2 separate regions of the Gossypium hirsutum genome follow, and region 1 is linked to region 2. A link is a contact called in public Hi-C data. All regions are on one chromosome and are shown on one strand. The core of a region is the stretch at or near the end of the contact, and the rest is flanking DNA. Distances in the headings are between cores, read along the strand shown.

Region 1 (5,959 bases), core at 3,162-5,661, 220 kb after region 2:
TTACACCGTGCACATTCTAACTTCTTAATAATACTTACTTTACAGGATTATTAATAAAGAAAAGTGTCACGTTTCCAGGCAGAAAGACAGTTACTCCTTGTGGATCCCTTTGAGGAGCTTCAACACTTGAAGCATGGTAGGTCTGTTAGCAGGATTCTCGGCCAGGCAAACTGCAGCAATACTGAGCACCTGAAGCATCATCTGCTTTGAATCCACACCCATAACCACAGGATCTAAAACATCTGCAGCCTGACCCTTTTTTATCTTCTTAGTCACCCATCCAACTAAATTCCCTCCTTCAATCTCTTTAAATTCAGGGCCTGTTGGCTCTTTCCCAGTCACCAATTCCAGCAGTATCACACCAAAACTGAAAACATCTCCCTTTGTAGTGGACCTACCGCTCTGTCCATATTCTGGTGGAATGTAACCAAAAGTCCCTGCTATATCAGTACTAACATGAGTTTCACAAGCACTAATCAGTCTTGCCAGCCCGAAGTCCGCAACTTTTGCTTCAAAGTCTTCACTGAGTAAGATGTTGCTGGCTTTGATATCTCTATGGATGATGTGGGGAATGAAACCATGGTGAAGAAATGCTAGTCCCCGAGCAGCACCAACAGCGATTTTGAAGCGTTTGGACCAATCAAGGACATCAAGAGCTCCACTGCGATTTCTCAACCAAAGATCCAAACTTCCATTGATCATGTATTCGTAAACAAGGAGCTTCTCCTCACCCAAAGAACAGTATCCAAGCAATGGAACAAGATTTTGGTGCTTCACCTTTCCCAAGGTTTCCATTTCAGCTATGAATTCTCGATTGCCTTGTGTTTTGGCCTGGCTTAGCTTCTTAACTGCAACAGTCTTCCCACTAGGCAACTTAGCTTTGTAAACAGTTCCAAAGCCTCCATCTCCGATTATGTTGGTCTTGCAAAAATGATGGGTTCCCTCAAGGATGTCACCGAGTGTGAGTTTCAGGAGTGGCTGCTCAAATGTCGCTATATTGATGCTCAGCGGCTCCTTTGACCTGCTGCTGCTGCTCAAGAAGCAGAGATTTTGATCCAGGAAGTTGTTTAATTTGCTTTCCTCAATTTCTTCTGGATCACTCAGCTGGCCACTCCGCAAAATCCATCTGCGTACAGCAAAGGCTGAAGCAAAAATGATAAAGACACTTGCAGCCACAATCCCTGCAAGGCCCCAGGCATTTAACAAAGAAGATCTTTCAGAACATCTGATCTGGCACTCCAAACCTGTAATTCTTCCACACAGATCATTGTTCCCAGCTAGAAAGATTTTTGACAGGTTTTGACAAATACCATTTCTGGGCACAGGTCCTCCCAACCGGTTTTCTGCTAGATTCAAGTAGAACAGACTGAACAAACCACACACTTCCGCTGGAATCTGTCCGGAAAATCTGTTTCTGGATAAATCAAAATACTCTAGTTGCATCAAGTTACCAATTTCTGAAGGAATGGCACCACTAAATTTATTTCCATGAAGATCCAAGTACATCAAATAAGACAAATTGCCCAAAGATTGGGGCAAGCTTCCATAGAAAATGTTATTACTCAAATTCAAGTCTTCAATCTTCCAAGACACGGAATTTGAGAACAGGTTATGTATCTCACCAGCAAGCCTATTCTTCTGAACATAGAGCCCCACCAGGTTAAGCATCTGGGACAATGACGAAGGTAGCTCACCGGCAAGCTTATTATTGCTTAAATCCAAGTGAGTAAGTTCTTTCAAGTTCCCAAAACTTGCAGGAACTACACCAGATAACCTATTGCCAGTCAAATTTAACTTTACCAAACTACCCACACGGCCTAAGCTTTCAGAGATGGTTCCTGTAAGCTGGTTATTCCCCAAATACAAGCCCTGAAGCTTGAGAGAGTCACCGAATTCAACAGGAATAGGACCCGTCAGCAAATTTCCAGACAAATCCAAAGTTGTAAGATTTGTCAAACGAGAAAGTGATCCTGGAATCCAGCCAGTAAGCATGTTGTTGTTGAGAAGAAGATCCACCACCACTGCACAGTTTCCCAATTCTTCAGGTATGGGACCAGTCAACCTATTGTGTGACAGATCGAATACTCCATGATGCTGCACAAAGCTCAAGTCGGGCAGATTAGCCTGATGGAAATATGAAGATGGTTTCCAAGGGATGGAACCGGATAGATTATTGTGAGAAAGAACCAGGCACTGCAGCTGATCAAGGTCTGCAAGTTCCATGGGAATTGATCCACTGAAATTGTTGTTTCCAAGATCCAGCGTTGTCAATGCTTTGCAGTATCCAATTTCAACAGGTATATTTCCTTCCAAGAAATTCGAGTTCAAGTTTAGCACAGAAAGAGCTGTGAGATTGCCGATCTCCTTTGGTATATTTCCCTTCAAACGATTACCGCTAAGAACAAGCGTTTCCAATGTAACCGCATTTCCAATATCAACTGGCAGAGTCCCCTCTAGCATATTATTTCCAGCAGAAAACTCCATCAAACTATTTGAACTCCATAAACTCACAGGAATGGTACCAGTGAAATTGTTGGAGTCAAGGTCAATAACCATCAATGGAAGCTCTGAAAGATACTCTGGGATTGAACCATTAATGTGATTATTGAGCAAAACCAACTGAGCAAGATTTCTACAGTTCACAAACACATCCTCAATGGTAACCGAAAGGTTATTACCATCGAGATCAACCTCAAAGAGTGATTTTGCATTGCATAACTCTCTTGGTATCGAACCCGACAACTTGTTATTGCTCAAACTAAGGTGCTTAAGCCTTGAGCAATTCTCAATTTCAGGAGGGATGTTACCTGAAAAGTGGTTGTTTGAAAGTAGCAAAGACTCCACCTGGGTCCATTTCCCAAGCCAAGGTGGCAGTGGCCCAGAAAGCTGGTTCGTTTCAGCAGAAAACGTCAGCATAGGCAAACTTGAAAGCTCCTCAGGCAAGGACCCGGACAGCGAATTGAAAGACAGCATCAACATCATCAAATTCCGGCAGTTCCCAAGCTCCGCTGGTATTGAACCATTGAGCTCGGTGTAGACGAGGTTCAATATAGTCAAATTCTGTAACTTTCCTATAGACTTTGGAATGGAACATTTCAATGGGTTATAAGAAAGGTCGAGCTTGGTGAGTGATTTTAGATTGGATAGTTGTTTAGGCAAAGGTCCTGTTATGGAACAAGAGGGTGAAAAAAAGTTCTCAAGGAGTGAAAGTTTACCAATTTCAGGTGGTATTTTCCCTGTAAATTGGTTGATTCCAATGTAAAGAGCGGTCAGGTTTTTTAGCTCACCAATTTCAGGCGGGATATTACCAGAGAAAGAATTGTTGGAAATATCCAGAGAGGTTAAAGACTGAAGGTTTTCAAAGAGTGTTGAAGGGAAAGAACCTGAAAGGAAATTGTTAGCCAGGTCCAAGAACTGTAGCTGAGTTAACTGTCCAAGCTTAGCCGGCACTGTGCCAGTGAGTGCATTGGTGGAAAGTTCTAGCGTCCGAAGTGCATTCAGGCTGCCCAGCTCGGAAGGGATGTTTCCGGTGAAAGAGTTAGACCCGAGTTTGAGGGTCTTGAGGAGAGTCAACTCGGCCAACTCAGTCGGAATTTGGCCAAAGAAGGAGTTAGAGGACAGGTCTAGGAGGGTGAGGTTTGAGAGGGACGAAAGGGACGGAGAGAGAGAACCTGTCAAGGACCGAGATGGAAGAGAAAGCGAGGTGACTCGGCCGAGCCGACAAGTGACACCATCCCACTTGCAGAAATGAATTCTTTGGTTCCATGATGATAGAAAATGAGGGTTTTGAAGCCCTCTTTTGAAGGAAACCAGAGCTTCCCTGTCTGGGTTTCCGTCCGCTTGCTCTATCGTTGCCCCTGATATCGATAACAACAAATGAAGGAAACAGAGGAAGTGAAACAAAAGCTTAAACTCCATAGCCAAAAGAAGAAACAGTAATATTTACAGGGGAAGATGGGAAAGAAGAGAAGAGATAAAAGATAAAAATGGAAGGATGATAATGGCCATAGGCAAGGGGAGTAAATTCTGAAGAAAGGTTTGGGTGAACTTTAAAGAAGAAGACACCATAGCCAACGTAGCTCACGTGACTGGAGCTTTTGTAACTGCAATCCTCAAATCTCAATCGTGTTTCCTTTAATATATATATATCTTTTTATTGAGAGAAAAATCCCACATGAGTTTTGATTGATCATATATTACAAGTACCCCTGAGGCTGAATCTTTGGTTTGGAATTATTATACGATAGGAACAAAAATCTTTTGATTTGTATATTAAACAAACGAGCTATAAAGGGCCCCTACTTCAGAGAATCCGGCTCTTGTCTCTTTTCTTTAATTTTCGCTTTGATAAAATTAGCACACTATGGATGATTGTGGTTTAAGGCCTAAAAGCTGAGATATCCTTTTGTTTATTTCCTTGGGTTGTTAGAAGAAATACGTTTTATTTAAATAAAAGTGCCCCAACCCAAATTTGCTTCTTCAGTGCAGCTGTAGGTGCACTGTACAATTTTCTGCCGAATCTCTGATACTCAAAGATTTGGGGAAATTATTGAAAGATGGAAGAGATAGAAATTTAGTGAAAAAGGTGTAGTAAACGATGTGGTTGTTTGTAAGCGTGAAATGTGTGTCGTCGCCCTTCATCTTGAGATTTTCAGTAGTCAGAACAGATTGCTTTATAATGGAATCTCAATTATCAACCCCCCAAAAATGAAGCAACAGAGTAAAAGAACTGGACTAAACTGAAGAGGTGAAGATTGCGGAGCATGGCATTGGGAACAAGAACTTACAGAAACCAGGGCTTTAATTTCATTGGCAGACAAATTATTATTATTATTATTATTATTATGGTTAAATCGCTATTTAAGACTTAAAAAAAAAAATCAACTTCACCCAAATAAAAATTTCTACAGATCCATCCTGGTTTTGTATTTTTGTGATGCAGGTCAGTTATCAGATGAAAATTTTGGACGCATTATTATGTGAGAGTGAGAGGGAGTGGTCCCTTAAAATTATGGACCCCTACATTTCCTTCCGATGAGACGGTCCAGATGCTAATTTCGGTCAGGTGCATTATTCCAATTGACCTTATTGCCCCTTCACACTCTTAAATTCATGTTAGAGAATAGGACCTATTAGGTATTAATAAAATAATATTTGATTCTAAAATTTTAAAATTTAATATTTTTTTTCAATAATGAATTAGTTTTAAACCTGAAGATTATTTTTGGTCGAAATTATAACTAATAATTGCCTTAATTTTATTTATATTTTTTTAAACAAATATTAGTAATTGCCTTAATTTTATATTTTACAGGAATAAATGGTTTGGGATGTGCAAAAGGACAAGGCATAAGGGCTCTCTTAATTTACATAGAAAAAAGGAGTGTATCTTATAGGGGCGGTGTCTGTTTTGAGTTGCTTGTAAGGACATGAGAACCTGATGTAGGCTGAGTTGTCCCTTCGGTCCCACTTAGAGCAATACATGGATCGGCTGGTTCGCAAAATCTGGCCACCCCGACAAACAGTTTTTGTTTATAGGAAAGAGAGAAAATATTTTTTAAAAATATTTTTATTTAAATTTAATTATAAAAACATATAAATATTAATATAATAGTACATATTTTATTTTTTTATGCTTATTATATAAAAAATATCTATAACATTATTCAATAATCAATTGAACTCTCAATTAAGAGTAACACTCAATTGAATTCTTATTCTATATAGACAATCAATTAAGCCCTTCAAAAGTCAATTTCTATATAAACACCGTTAACTTCGCCATGTGGTACATAAGGTTGTGCTATATGGTGAAATCTAGTAATTTTTCTTAAAATTGTTTAAAAAACATAAAAAAAATCACAAAAAAAATTATAAATCTTTTATCTAAAATTATAAAAAAATTAGAATTATGAAAAACTAAAAAAGAAAGAAAGCTAAGTTGTCTAAATATGTCCTT
Region 2 (5,698 bases), core at 2,834-5,333:
AAACAAATTAGAGTTAAATTATTTGTTAGTTGAAAGACCTGCTCTGAAAATATCTCAAACCCCCCCCCCGGGGCCATATATTTATTACTTGCCATATATTATTTTTTGATTTTCTTCCTCATTAAAATATTTAAATTATATTCCTTATTATCCATGATTTCTTCTTGCAAATTTAAAGGTGATAAATAATATTATTTTGTAATGTGTAAGATATTTATTGAATAAGAATGTTAATTTCATAATTTTAAAATCAAAATATATAGTTGTTAGAGTGCCAAATGTGGAAATATGAAATTAGTAATAGAATGTTTTTGTTTTGGATTTCGCAGCTCCGCAAGTCAACATTAAGTTTTCAGCGTTGCCTTTGGGCTGCTAAGGACTTGCGTGCCAAGATCTACACTCATACTTATGACTCAACGGAAAAGTCAACGGAGTCAAAGGTGGAGATAGCCCAATTGCATTCGGATTCAACCGGTAATTGAAATTAATGAAAGGGCAGAATTGGTAAAAGAAATAAGTAATATAAAATACTTAAAATCCCCCAAAATGGAAATTTTTTGGTATTCAAAATCAACAGGAGCGATCGGAAGGTACAAATTTCTCTCTCCAATTGCTTTTTCGTTTTCTTTTCTCTGTGAATTTGAAATTCCTTCGGTGAAATTTTAAATTGATGGAAATATTTCTCTGATTGTTAATGGTTATTGGAGTTTATTTTGCCGTTTTAACTTTTCTTGTTTATATTATCCATTTTCTCAGCATCCATCTGAACTGAGCTTGATAGCCTGATCCTTGGACTGAATTAGCTATATACTTCATTCATTTGATTATTTTTTATGTGCCTTTTGCTTCTTGGTTCTTTTGATTCTAGGTTTAATTACTTGCATGTAGTTGTAATTTTTTACTATAATTTCTTATATTTATATATTTAGGGATTTCTGGTTAAGTAGTTGTGTAACCTATGCAATCACTTTCGGTTTCATTTTCTTGTGCCCCTGATTCATGCACCAGTTAACTGTTTTAGGCATCATCCATTTTGAGTGTACATTAATTCTTTTTGTCCTTGCTTTATATTTATATATATATATATGTTTTGGATCTTAAGAGTGGTAAACCACAAATCTTTGAACGTATTAGTGTTTACATTTGGGAATTGAGAATCTCTGTGACTCAACATGGCTACTGATTTGCTTGTGGATGTAGCCCTAGAATAGTGAGATTTTGCTGCCAGGTTTTGTCTTGATGAAGTTGCCCTTGAGGATTAGTTTATTTAGGATAATTCTGTTTTCCTCTCATGGCCACTACTGGCATTTTCTGTTTTTATGTTTGACATGGTTCTCTGGAGTGTGAGTAGTTAAGCTTTTGCCACATTTGGTGTTGTAACTTCTTTTCTTTTCTGGTACCTAATTTCTGAATTTGTATTGTTATCAACTCAGAAGACTGTTTGCCTTTGAACTCTTTCCAGTTTGATTCTTTTTTTGACACTCTTATGTTTAATATAAAGTAAAAGCCAGCACAAGCCTGATTTTAGCATGAATTAGTAATTTCACTCTGCATTATCTGCAGAATAGTTTAGTGTTTCATTTTTTTATGTTAAAAGTGTAGCTAAGTGATTACGATAATGTTTCATTGGATCAGGACTACTTGAAGCTTGCTGTCGGCACACCGGAATTTTCCAGATGAAGTAATTCAGAATATCTTCCTTGTTCTTTTATTTGGTTTCCTTTTGGCTCGTTTGGAAGCAGATGGGATGAGATGATTTATGGTTAACTTTATCGTATTCAAAATTGCTTCTATCTTTATTCTTTATAGCATATAACAAGATATTACTATATTTGAAGCTTCTTGCATTTCTGGACACTGGAACTTTTGAGCCAAATAGAAATCTAACTTCTGCTTCAACTTTTAGCTTGTTTTCTCCCTATTTAGGTTCCAGCTGACTAGTTCTACATGTGGCTTTTTTTTTTTAAATATACTAACCATGCAGATTGTCCGTTTTAAAAGAGAATGGATTGTTCTAATTATGCAATATTCATAAGGTGTTTCTTCATTTTAGAAATGACTCTTTTAACATATGAATGCATGGCTTGATATAACTGTAGGTGAGCCCATTCCACCAGCAAAAATAGGTGAAAAATTGCCAATTTTAGTCATATATAAGTTATGCCAAGTCTATAATTTAGATGTAACACTTTAATGAGGAAGGATACAGTATACTTATCTAGAAATCAGCCTCATATCTTTGCCTTGATTAGGCTATGCCTGGAGTGCAAATCTAGTTTCTGATTCAAGTAGTCGAGAACTAGCTGATTTTAAGAAGGATGTTCCCATTTTGATCATAGTTGTTCGTTTTTATGCTTCTATCTTGTTTTGATATAGTTAGCTACTGTAACAAGAATTGTAAGTTTTTGTAGTTATAATATTCTTAGTTGTGTTTTGGATCTAATAATAATTCTTTCTTGGGGAAACAGTAGGCGTGTAAGATGGAATGAGGAAAATCTGGGGGAAATTGAAGCAAATAAACCCGTAAGGCAGAAAATAACTGAACCCAAGACGCCGTACCACCCCATGATTGATGATGATGGTATTTTCACTTGCATAGTGATTTACCTCTTGTATTAGCCTATATTTTTGTGTGAGAAATTTAGGAAATGGTGCTTGTGTAATTTTATTTTCACTTTATTTGTACCTTGGTTAGAGCATTAATCTGAACATTGGATTACATTTCTCACCTTATAGTTCGTATCTTGGTTAGGGTCTTTGTCTCCCAGAGGACGTAGTTTCAACGATTGTGTCATTGATGTGGATGCTGAGGAATTATGCTCTGCTTTGAAAGATGTGGCTTCCTCAAGTAGAAAAACAACTGGGCAGTCTGGTGGTTGGACTTCTTCTGATGATGAGGCTGATCCTATGGATCATGATGAAGAAGGTTTGTTGACCATTGCTTTTTAGTTGTCGTTTCTGATGGCATATTGGAAAATGTTTTACTTTCCTTTTAAGTTGGTTAGCATATCTAATGACTGCTTTATCTTTCATGAGATTACAAGGGAGCAATAATCCTTGTTTGTGTGAATGGTATAAGGTTTGCTCTAGAAAACAGGCTTTTGATGGTTAGAGCCTTTCTTGTTTCTCCTAGTGGAATTTATCATCGGACATTTTCTTTTGGAAGGATGTGAGGATGAGCGTTGAAGTGGTCAGGATTTACCTGCTGCTGTCTGGTAGAAAAAGTCATGATGTTGAATATTATCATTAAAAGCACTATAGCTTCTAAACTTCTTCTTTAACTTAGCTTGGAATTTTGCACCGTTTTTTTTGTACCCTTTTATCTAGGTTCATATGATCTTTATGAATCTCTTAGTTTTCTCTGATGCTTTTTAAGTTATTGAGAAACAAAACAGAAATAAATGACATGATGAAAAAATCACACATTATCCAATTGCAAACAGTGATGAAGGTTCAAGACCACTCATTCCCCCTTGCCCTTGCCCTGCTCCTTCCCCATCCCAATCTATTTTATCTCTTTTAGTTCATCAATTGTGTACAATGTATTTCTTATGCTTAATCCGTGGTTGATGTTTTTAGTCTGTTCCACATTTTTTTGGTTCAAATTTCCAAACAGATCAGAATGGTAAGAGTTTTAAGGAGCAAAGGAAAGCACACTATGATGAGTTTTTGAAAATAAAGGAACTGCGACGTAAGGGTTCTTTCATTGAGGATGAAGATGATGAAGTGGAGGGTGATTCATCATCATCATTAAGCTCTGGTGTCAAAGACATAGGAATTGTGGAAGGTCCTGCAAGTTTGCCCCAAAAGTCTTCTGCAAGTCCTGGGCATCCAGGTAATGGATTGTGATTGTGAAGTCATCTGACCAGTCAAAGACGCAAAAGCTCGCTCTTTTGACATTCTTTTATGGTTGTTTGATGTTTATTTTGATGCACCGAAAAAAATTTAGGGATTTTCTTTTTACCATATTTGAGTTCGCTTGTACAAAAATGTCTAATTTGGCATGTTTGTTTGAAATCTTGCGCATCTAAACTTGTGGTCTTAACAAATAAGCATGATGGCGAAGGATTTGTGACATTGCTGTCTACCCTCATACTTATGCATCATTGCAAATTAAAGTGGGAGATTTTGATGCTGTACTGTCATCTTTCGCAAGCGGATTTGAGTATGAACTAAGATTCATCCTCAACTTTGTAAAAGAAGATTTTCATGTTAGGCTAACAAAATTGTCTCAAATCGTAGCAGCTGCAAGCTTATCCCGAGCACACATCGTTTCTCAACTTGTGCACTGTTGAATAAAGGCAGCAATATACCAATGAGGGTCTCAAAACTTCAACAATATATAGCTAGTCTAGAAACTGTCATCATGTATACCGGTAAGGCTTAAATGGCAAGCCTAGCCTAACAAAGATTCAACCATGCATCCTAAATCCTTTCCAAGCCTAGTACCCACCTACCTACCTTAGAGTTTAGCTCCACAGCGTCCCAAGAGCTGCGTATAATGGGAAGTGGTATCACAGTACTTCAAGCACACTAACGATAGGGTAGATAGTGCATGAGAATATCGTGTCAAACGCGCAAGTAACTATTATTAACCCCACATTAAATAGGAAAGAGGTCTTTAAGCATATATGATAGTTCAATGTACACCCTTGGGAGCGATGTAGGCAAAATTATTGAGAAGCTATAAGCTTATCGTGAGGTTAGATGGGATGACAATTGCATAATTTTTTTCTTTTGAAAGAAACGATATTTAGGTATATAAGTTGGTCTGCTGCAGCTACACTCAATTCCATACAATTAACTACTGAAGAAAAAAACCTCTTAAAAGAAAGTGACTGCCTTGTCACCTTTTGTCGTTTGTTTCTTTTTCCTTTCCTCCGGCAGAATAAAAGCCTGGCCTTTTCCCCTCTCCATCGTTGTCATTCTGCTGGTGATTTGAGATGTTTTTCTCCCAGCCGTATTGTGGAGGTTCTCCTCTTGCTCACAGCTCTTGGCTTGGCCCTCGTTTTCTCTCCGGTTGCCCCGCTCTCTGTCTTTTAGCATCATTTTTAATCATCAGTGTCAAAACCACTTGTTAAATTGCGGGATCGGTTGTGGGGTCAATTGACCAGACAAAAATTTTAAGAAAAAATACTTTATAAAAAAAAATAAGTAGTAAATTATTTGGAAAACAACTTTTTTTCATTCAACATTCATCATTTTTTTCTGAAAATTTTCTTGTTCTCTCATTCTCTCCATAATTTTACTAAATAGATTATCAACCTTTCTATACATTTAAGTATGTTGACTTAATTAACAATTATTCTTTTCAATTTCAAATTTTATTAATTAATCTCTAAAAATTAAAGTTGTGGCTTTACTTGATAAATTAGGATTTTTAGACAAGATTAAGTTTTTATTGATGGAATGGTTTTGGGATGTTGATTTTGTATGAGATTATTAATATCTTGATTGATTTATATTTTTAGAGAACATTAATATAAATCCTTGAAGAAATTAAGATTGATTGGTTGTATAATCATTTATTTCTTGAATATTGATTAAAAATAAACATTTTTGTTTGAAAAATTATTGTTGTTGGTCTAATTTCGTGCATTCTGTGTTTTACATATTGTATTTTTATAACACCAAAAAACATTTATAATTTTTATGTTGTGAAGGAAATTATATTTTATCTGGATAATTGCAAAAAAAG

What was found. A called contact is a pair of places that touch in the nucleus more often than the background predicts.
Region 1: a Hi-C map of leaf shows a contact between it and region 2, with 2.3 times the contacts expected there. The contact joins the promoter of LOC107910011 here to the promoter of LOC121204460 in region 2. A contact is called at or near these places in 10 of 34 Hi-C or Micro-C datasets (callus, hypocotyl, leaf and 2 more).

What each region holds. Positions count from the first base shown.
Region 1 is chrA08:64,747,175-64,753,133 of Gossypium_hirsutum_v2.1, forward strand. LOC107910011 (leucine-rich repeat receptor protein kinase EMS1-like) reads right to left here and starts at 4,412. Exons shown (of 1, transcript XM_016837773.2): 1 at 1-4,412. The coding sequence starts at 3,918. The coding sequence ends at 91.
Region 2 is chrA08:64,523,021-64,528,718 of Gossypium_hirsutum_v2.1, forward strand. It overlaps LOC121204460, which reads left to right and starts at 4,084. Exons shown (of 3, transcript XM_041074266.1): 1 at 4,084-4,971. The coding sequence starts at 4,944. It overlaps LOC107919833 (protein phosphatase inhibitor 2), which reads left to right and starts at 175. Exons shown (of 5, transcript XM_016849324.2): 1 at 175-590; 2 at 1,636-1,681; 3 at 2,469-2,581; 4 at 2,753-2,926; 5 at 3,617-4,075. The coding sequence starts at 1,677. The coding sequence ends at 3,849.